Linked DNA regions of Gossypium hirsutum: region 2 is linked to region 1. Evidence: chromatin contacts called from public Hi-C data. All regions are on one chromosome and are shown on one strand. The core of a region is the stretch at or near the end of the contact, and the rest is flanking DNA. Distances in the headings are between cores, read along the strand shown. Region 1 holds the start of LOC107929822. Region 2 holds the start of LOC107962157 (transcription factor bHLH112).

Region 1 (4,721 bases), core at 924-3,423:
AACGATTCTAGTTAGAAACCATCCTTTCTAAAAAGTAATACGGTAGGAAGGGTTCAAACGGTTAACTGAACTGAACTAGTATTAACTAAATTAACCAAACTTTTTAATCTTTTAACAGTTAACCGAACCGATTTTTTTAAAAAAAATTAACCGAACTAAAATAGTTCGGTTAATTCGGTCGGTTAACCAAATTAACCAAAATTTATATGTTTTTTTTTTGTTAAAACAAGTATAAAACATATATAAAAAAATGATAATGTTCATTTGACCGAAATATTCAAATTAACTGAATTAAACTACATATAATTTGTATAATCAATTATTAAGTTCAGTTAATTTGGTTAATTCAGTTAATTACCCGATTTCGAACTGAATTAACTGATAATCGAACTTTCAAAAAATCATTAACCAACCTCCGACCGAATTATATTGGTTAAGCCACCGATTAATCGAATTAGATCGATTAGATCGATTTGTTTAGTTTTAATCGAAATTTTAACACCTCTAACCGTAAAATTCAATTAAATCAATTAGCAACAAGTTTTTATCATCCACAATCTTAAAATTTATGATTACACAAAATTCATTTCATCAACATTCAAATAAATGAATCTTCAAAAAAGAAAAAAAAACAAATGGAACAATTTCTAAGTTTCAAACCACAAGCTACCAGTTGTAAAAAAATATCCTGACAGTCAAGATACCTTCCAAGCTTCCTTCTATATATGGAGGATTATGTCATGGCTGTTGTGTTGGCAATTGCTTGCTACATTTAAGTCACAATGTTAGCTAAGAGGGCCCATACCTAATTCCTTGTTCCAAAGGCAGCTCTTGCTTATTTCTTAAATAAAAACCAGTTGTTTTCCTCATAGTAACATAGGGATGGATGACATAAAACTTGAGCCCCAATCTATGAATGACTTTAATACAAAATCTAAACAAACTCAAAAAGAAAACAACATTTTCTATTTTATGTCAAGTGCTGTTAACTAATACCATGAACAAAATGATGGAAATACCCTTTAGAATAGCTAAACAAATTCTATAATTCTTGGCTTCGAAATTTAAGAAAACAACTTTTAAGTTTGTTGAGTATGAAGAAGCTAGGTGAAAGAGACGATCATTCCATTAACAGGTTTATGAACTCCCAAAATTTGTCACTTGATTGCAAAATCTTATCTTCCATTTCCCATCTTTACATTCATCTCCACATATACCATCTACAATACAAACTCATTTTCCCCATCTTGTTTTGGAAAGAAAAAAAAAAAGAAAAAAGAAAAACAAAATCTCTCTTGAAAATGAAGCAATGGAACAAATCATCTCTGAACTTGAAATCCCATCTTCTTCCTTCCAAGAATTTCCGCCAGAACTCCTGCATTTTAAGACCCATTTTCAGATGATTTAACAACACAATTCTAAGAAAAAGAAATAGAAAACTTGAAAGATCTAGACTATTTCTAATACCATCCTCTGCCCAAAACAGAGGAAATTAGCATAACCAAAGAAACCAATAATTGTAAACAAATCCAAGATCCAACTCAATTAGTAGGAGAAGAAAGATTACCTTGACGCTTGCAAACAGGAGGATCTTCAAAGAGGGAAAGGGAAAGTTGTTTATGGGCAACCCCGATATCAAACAGAATAAGGCCAGAAGAAGGATCATTAACAGTGATACCTTTAACATTAAACCACACAAACAGCTCTTCCTGAGAGAGGCCTTCAAGTCCCACAAGTCCACCATAGCTAAGATTAGCTGTGATCACACGGTCAAAGTGTACCCTCCCATCAAACTTGGCCATGCATGGGGTTTCCAGGTGCACTTCAAGGCGACCATCATCAGGGTCAAATTTATAGGATTTAACATTGTCTGGGAAAAGACCAACAGGCAAGCCTTGACTCTGAAGGAGATCATGTAAGGAAGAGGCGACTAAGAGAGGGAGAAGAAGCAGAGTACCGAATAAAGATATGGATGTCAGAATTTTCGGAGATGGAGACATTGTTGGGATGATTTTCCAAGATTGGGACACAAACTTGGGAGATCTGAGGTTTTTCTTCCTTCCAAGGGTTTAAAACTTTAAATTTAAGGTCGATTTTTAGGGCTAGCAGAGTACTGTGTCGAATTCTATGATAGAAAATGAGAAATGGGGGCCAGGAAGGACTGCCCAATTTCTAGCCTGGCAATTTTTAATTTATATATTGACCTTATACTTTGTTCCTGTTATGTGAAATTGACCTTTCACTCCTTGTATTTTTTACATATTTGAAATTTAGTCTTTCTTTTCTTTAATCTTATGAATTCAGTCCTTTTACTAATTTGATTTAATAATTGAAGGCCAAATAAGTAAATAAAAACTATTTGAATATGGGTTTGTAAGGTTTCAAATTCTAAATATGGGTTTGTAAGGATTTTCAACATTTTTTAAAGTGAAAATTGATATATGTTTTTTAATTATAGGGCTTCAACACTATTTTAAATTGGCCACATATGCATTTCTTTCAAAAGAAAAAGGGTCATATAATTCAATTTAACGAAAATCCTTTATCGGTATTATTAAATCGAAAGATTAAATTTTAAATGTGTAAAAGATGAAATTATAGGAAAACTAGAGGATGATTTTGGAAATCTAAATTTTGAAGAAGGTTAGTGAAAGGAATCTGATAGGTAACAAGGGTTGATTACTCGTTAGGACGGCCAATAATGATATAAGAGACAGACAGTAGTTACATACCCCAACGCCATGCTTGAAAATTACGAGGTTTGAGATTGACAGCTTTCTTTGTAATACATACATTATATCACCTAACAGGTTTGGAAACAATAAAAAAAAAACATGTAATTAATTAGTTGCCACATTTATTAAACAAAATCATTAGGGATAAACAAGAACAACTTTTCCTTCTCTTTATGACTTTTGCCGCTTCTTTAATGATTATTCATTGCCATTGGACTGTCTCGTGATGCCTTTTTTTTCACCTGACCCCATCTATGTTTTGTTTGTTGTTCCCGGCGTTGTTTTAAATTCAAACTCTACAAATTTCTTGTTCTGCATATTTTATATATTTGAGTTTCAATATGACCCCCAACATATAATGGCAGAAAGGCCAACGTATTTGCTCAACCCAAGTTGTCTTATAAAATTGAAAATATTAATATTGTACGAGCTTGCACTTATATTTGAATATTAGATCCGAATCATCTTATTGTTATATTATTCCAATGGAATGAGTCTCCATGACCAGTCGTCAAACATTTAGATAGCATAGGACATATGTAAAATAAGTGGATTAGAGGCACAAACCCTATTCTTACTCTGCCTAAACTGTTTTTTGATAACCAGGATTTTGAAGAGGTTGTGGCTTGACTTGCACCACAACCACAACATTGGTTTATTACTTGGTTATTTTACTATAAAAACATATAGTTGTCAAATATTTAAATAGGATTTAAAGTGACTATCTTTTACAAATTAAGTGAATAGGCGACAAAATAGTTCTCAAGAATACAAAGATTATGCGAATCAAGATAAAGGTTTGGTGGATATTTCGAAGCTAAAGATAATTTTCATAGAATGCTTATCAACTATTTAGTTACCTATTTAATTGAATCGTTTTGGCAACTTATGTGCTTGAGAGAAAATAATGTTAAACTCCTATGTTCATGTTAGGGACTCTTTTTGTGAGTGATTGTTTTGAATGACTAAGTTTGTGTTTTGGTGATTAGAATAATGAATTGAGAGAATTACACTTTGATATATAAAGGGAAGGTTGACTATTAGGTTTAGGCTTAAATCATTATTCTTTGTATGAAGCTTATCAAAATAACTTGATTCTTTGAGTAACGCCCTACGAACATAGGATAAGTTTGAATCGCACTAATAATCTTGCTGTGAAAGTTTTGTCTTTGTTGTTCCAACTATTGTGACCACTATTATTACCATAACATATTTCCATACTTTACCTTCATTTGATGTTAAAGCAAACACCAAATTCAATTGGTTACAATATTATGTTTGACAAGTTATTATGAAGGCAATGAAAAAAGGTGGATCAACAGCACAACCACCACCACTACATGGGTCAAGTTACTCAGATTAGAAGTGTAACGGTCCCCACCTTTTTTGATATATGGTATGTAACACCTCACACCCGTGCCCTACGCCGGGACGAAATATGAGGCATTACCTAACTTGAACTCATGCATACAAACGTTTTCATATCACCAAAACATGGTCAAATTAAAACCTTTTTCAATTTTTATTAGAAACTCCTTAATAAGAGTCTACGAGGCTCAAAACATCCATTGGAACCCATTTAGAATCAGTCTGGGTTCTGCACACGCCCATGTGAGAGGGACAACACACCCGTGTGACCATTTAGGCATGGTCGTGCTGATGGGCCGTGTGGCTCACACAACCTAAGCACATTGGGACATGCCCGTGTCCTTTACCCGAGTGGATTTATTTTCTAATTCAAACCTACAGGGGTTTTCACACGGCCTGACACACGCCTGTGTCCATGAATCGTGTCCTTCACACGGCCATGACACGCCCGTGTCTTAGCCCGTGTACAAAAACTTGGAGATTCTATTTCTGACGTCAGCAATCCTTAAGGGCCACACGGCCAAGGCACATGCCCGTGTGCTAGGCCGTGCCCTTCACACGCTGAGACACACGGTCGTGTCTCTGCCCGTACATTTACTACCATGCATACTGGCTTGA
Region 2 (4,721 bases), core at 1,528-4,027, 210 kb after region 1:
TGTTAATCAAATATCACTTGTATATTTTAAAAAGTAATTTACTAAGTAGGCTTAATGTTAGCTCTAAATATTTATATTTTATTTCCCAATTTAGTTTTTATCTTTTTTAAAAAATCAAATTTAATTATTAATTTTTGAAAAAGAATCGAATTGTTTTTTTAATGAAAATAGGGATTAAAACATTACATGTTTAATTATGGTGGCTTATATGATAATCCATATATTTTATGTCATTTTTTTGAATTTTTGAATGTTTTTATAATTTTAAATTGTTTGTTCACATGATATATAAGACAAATAATACCATGTCAGCATGAAGTACATGTGGACTGTCACGTTGATTGTCATGCCAATATCATTAAAAATTAATATTTTAGTTAATAATTTTGTTAAAAAAATGATTTTAACTCTTTTAGAAGAATTAATAATTAAATTTAAGTTTAAAGAAAGTAAGAATTGAATTAATAAAGAAATGTAAGTATTGAGAGTAAATTTGATATTAGGCATTGAAATTTTATAAGAGGGTAGTTTTTTATAGTAGAAACTGTAGTTTCAAAATAAATAAATGAAATGGAATTTAAACTAAGGGTTCGTTTGTTTACATGTAAAAGGTTTTACGGAAAAATATTTTCTGTATTTTCTTGTATTTGTTTCACAGAAAATAGTTTGGTCAACGGAAAATGACTTATAGGTCAAGGTAAAATAAGCCCTTTTTTCCTGTAAAATGACTTACTCTTTTTGAAAAACATAAGTAATGAAAAGAGCTCATCTATAAATAATTTTATTTTTTATAAAAATTAACTTAAACCAAGCTTAATATTATTATATTGATAATAAATTTTATTTTTATTTTTTAAAATATTTAAAATATTATATTTTTCAATATTATTAAACATACATATTTAATTATTTATATTTAGTAATATAATAAATTATTAATATAATTAATTAATTTTAATATTTCAATTTATTTTAATAATAAATATTTATTATATTTATAAATATATTAATAATAAATATTTTGTAGTATAAAGGTTAAAATTTGTCATAAGTCTATATACATATCACAAATTTGTAATTTAGTCTTTGTTCTTTTATTTTCAAGAATTTAGTCCCTTTACTTTTCAAATTTGAAAATCAAGTCCAATTATTGACATCGTTAATTTTTTTTTCAATTTTGTTGATGTCACATTTTTAAATAAAAAATACTCACTTAATAGTCATGTAATTAAAAAATGACGTTGTAATAAATCTGAATTTAACATAATATTTTTAATATATGCAAAAACAATATAAAATATAAAATGATAGATAAAAATAAATTCAATTAAACAATAAAAAATAAGAAAATCTCAAATGTATGTTTGTTTAATTGAAAACAACTTTTATAAAATATTTTAAAAAAAATCTACCAAACAACAGAAAATATTTTACACAGATTCATCTAAATACAAAAAAAATATTAGCTTTTTCAGAAAAATAAATCATTTTCTAGAAATCATTTTCTGGAAGTTATTTTCAGTGAAACAAACGGAGCCTAAAACAATTAAATCTTAGATATTAAGAGTATTTTTGAATGTGTAGTGTGTTTATCTATAGTTAGTGTAAAAATAGAGGTGATGGTAAAATTAGATACTGTAGTGTGAGACAAAAAAAAACTAAATACATCATAAATGCCCATCAAAGGGGTTATAAAATAAGTGTATAAAATAAGTGTATAGATCAAATTAAATTCAATATTGAAAGTACTATTTTCCACTTGCATGAAAGTGAAAGCCACGCGCCACCGCAACTGCCACAAAATTATCCTCATTTTCCTAAAACAATCATGCATATGTTTGGGACCGTCAAGTTACAATGGTCCATAAATTTATTTCAAATTTATCCTAAGAATTTCTTTTTCACTGTTATATTCAACCGGTTGTATATCAACCGTCTGATTAAACAAATATTTGGGCCAAGACACTGACGTGGCATTCGGATCTAGCATCACCTTGGTCATCATAGGGCCAACGTCCCTTTATTCATAAGGAAAAACGAATTTCTTTTCTTAAGTTCAAGTATAATTATAAAGATTATATAGCTTTTGAATCATTACCGTAAAAAATTAATCATTAAAAATATAATAATTTAACCTAAAGGAACTTTTAACACCGTCCACACGCATATTTCTTTTCTCAATTTTTCATATCCGCTCTACATTCCACTTACTTACCATCTTACAATAGGTAAATTTTTGTTTTGATTATTTAAATAAAAATATTATAATTTGTTGATTGAATTATTCAAAAGTTTTATTTAAATTATTAAACTGTTATGTATTTTTTTTAAGTTCTGATAATGAGTTCTAAATTACAATTTGATGATAGTATTTAGCAATAAGTAGAAAAATATAGATTAAACTTAAGTTGATTTAATGATTAATATCAAAGATTAAAGAAAAAACTATCCGAAATTTAATTTATAGATTTTTGATATTCAAAACTATTTCATAAAAAAAATTGTAAAAGAGTATTAAAAAAAATTTGAAATGTTACAGTGAGTAATGAAATTGTAAAGTTTTAATTAAGGGAATACCCACTAACGTTATTGTAATTTACAGCTTAATATTTCACCTTTATCAATACAACCAAAACTCAGCAAAAAAAAATATTTTGAAAGCAAATAAAACAAAACAATTACAACTTGTTCCAAGGAAAGTAGAAATAGAGAACAAAGTTATATATATTTAAATTAATTAATAAAAATACTCAAAAAAAATGCTTTCTCTCATTTGTCCAATCATCCTTTGAAATGTCAACCAAAAATTGACAATTCATTTAGCAGAAATCTGCATGGAACCCTTTCATATATAAATTGACTTGTTTTAACCCCGAAGGAGAGAGCTCTCATCTTCTAACACGAGAAACAAAGAAAGATCTTAAAAAAAGGTTTGTGGGTATGGCAGAAGAATTTCATGCTGGGATTTGTAGAGGAACGTGGTGGAATTCGACGAAACCCATGTTAACAGGGTGTTCTCTGCCGCCTTCTACGGGGGTTGTCGACATGGGAAACTTTGGTTATGACACTGATATGGTGGATATTAGGGCAAGAACAAGGTATTATGAAGAGTCAACTAAAAACCCAGTTTCTGGTGTTAGCTCCACAGTTTTCCAAGGTCATCCTCATCATCAAACTGATTCAGATAGTGGTGGCACTAGCAGCAGTCTTTTGATTGATTCCACTTTACAAATGATGGGTTTTGGCCTTCCATCTTCGACAACTTCGGACTGGAACTTGTCTTTGCTGTAAGTTTGATTATGTGTTATACTAATAACTGGTTTTAGTATTCATTTTCTTTAGTATGATTGAGTATGAATTTTTATGGTTGAAGTTTCAAAGTTCATATACAAGGACGACCTTATAACCCAAAGCTTCAACCACAAGTTCAAAAAAGAAGAATATTTTAGACTTTTTTTGGTTCCCTAGGTTTGGAAAAGGAAGTCAATATTAGCAATCAATTGAACACTTAATTATTAGACTAAAATTCTCTACATGTACTGAATATATACTTACTGTTTTATATTTATATTTATATTTATATTTATATTTATATATATATCCATGATTGTTGCAGTCGGAGTAATGGGAGAACTGAGTTTTATAATTCGATTCTTCAAGAAGATATAGATTCAAGGTTGAACTATCGGCAAGAAACAGGCATGAGTTCAGTTCAAATCCATAACTACTGGAGCCCAAAGAGCCATTCAAGTCCTGGGAAAGATTCTTCCATCCCTGTTGTCGAGCCTATCGATCAAGATATTTCATTGAATTCAGTAACCAGCTCCGGTAATAGTACACCAACATGCCAGGGCTTGTCAGCTGGGTTCCCAATGGCTTCATCATCGTACGGTTACCCATCAACACTGTTACATAGTTTGTTTCAATCCGATCCTCAAACTTCAGAACAACAATCACTTTTCAACAACCGGTCAATCAACTATATGTCGTCTGAAAAATCTTCATGGCCAAAGCAGCAACCTAGTAGCTTGCGCTTCTCCAACAACACACCCTTCTGGAACGCCTCTGCCACTGGCATAAACGATGTTAAAAGCGGCTTCTTACCCTCGCCAGCATCACAATTTCTTGTACAAACATTCGAAGAGAAGGCTAATTGCCCCAGCTCGACAACAAAGGTATAAATCCAACACGTTCATGCCTCGGATCCAGTTCTTTGACAAATTCGATTCATTTATTTATTAGATTTTATTGGATTGGTATTATAGACTAATTCCACAGAAGTTGGAAAGTCGGCGTCAGGGATGAAGAGGCCAAAGCTTGAATCACCATCGCCTTTACCAACTTTTAAGGTACTAGAATATAAATTTGACCATTTCTCTTTTTTTACTATGATGGGATGTTGGAGCTTTTTTCTGCAAGTTAGTGAGAAGTAGATAAATACTTGATAGCAGTACTTATGATCAGGTCCGGGAAGAGAAGCTAGGGGACCGAATCACTGCGCTCCAGCAATTGGTTTCACCTTTCGGAAAGGTGAATTTTTGGAATTTTCTTTTTTATTTTTCAAAGTGTATTTAATTGAAGCCCTTACTTTTTATGTTTGGCCCTTTGGGTTAAATCTGTACCTCGCCTTTTGTTTTATCAGACGGATACGTGTTGAAAATGGCCAACCATGTTGCTATTATGTTTTTGTTAAAATGCATGGTACTATGATGATTCTGTTG

Evidence for each region. A called contact is a pair of places that touch in the nucleus more often than the background predicts.
Region 2: a Hi-C map of leaf shows a contact between it and region 1, with 1.7 times the contacts expected there. The contact joins the promoter of LOC107962157 here to the promoter of LOC107929822 in region 1. A contact is called at or near these places in 6 of 34 Hi-C or Micro-C datasets (leaf, petal and seedling).

Annotation. Positions count from the first base shown.
Region 1 is chrA06:79,765,810-79,770,530 of Gossypium_hirsutum_v2.1, forward strand. It overlaps LOC107929822, which reads right to left and starts at 2,174. Exons shown (of 2, transcript XM_016861337.2): 1 at 1,568-2,174; 2 at 1,141-1,375. The coding sequence starts at 2,000. The coding sequence ends at 1,320.
Region 2 is chrA06:79,977,346-79,982,066 of Gossypium_hirsutum_v2.1, forward strand. It overlaps LOC107962157 (transcription factor bHLH112), which reads left to right and starts at 2,778. Exons shown (of 7, transcript XM_016898418.2): 1 at 2,778-3,287; 2 at 3,617-4,175; 3 at 4,266-4,349; 4 at 4,465-4,530. The coding sequence starts at 2,941.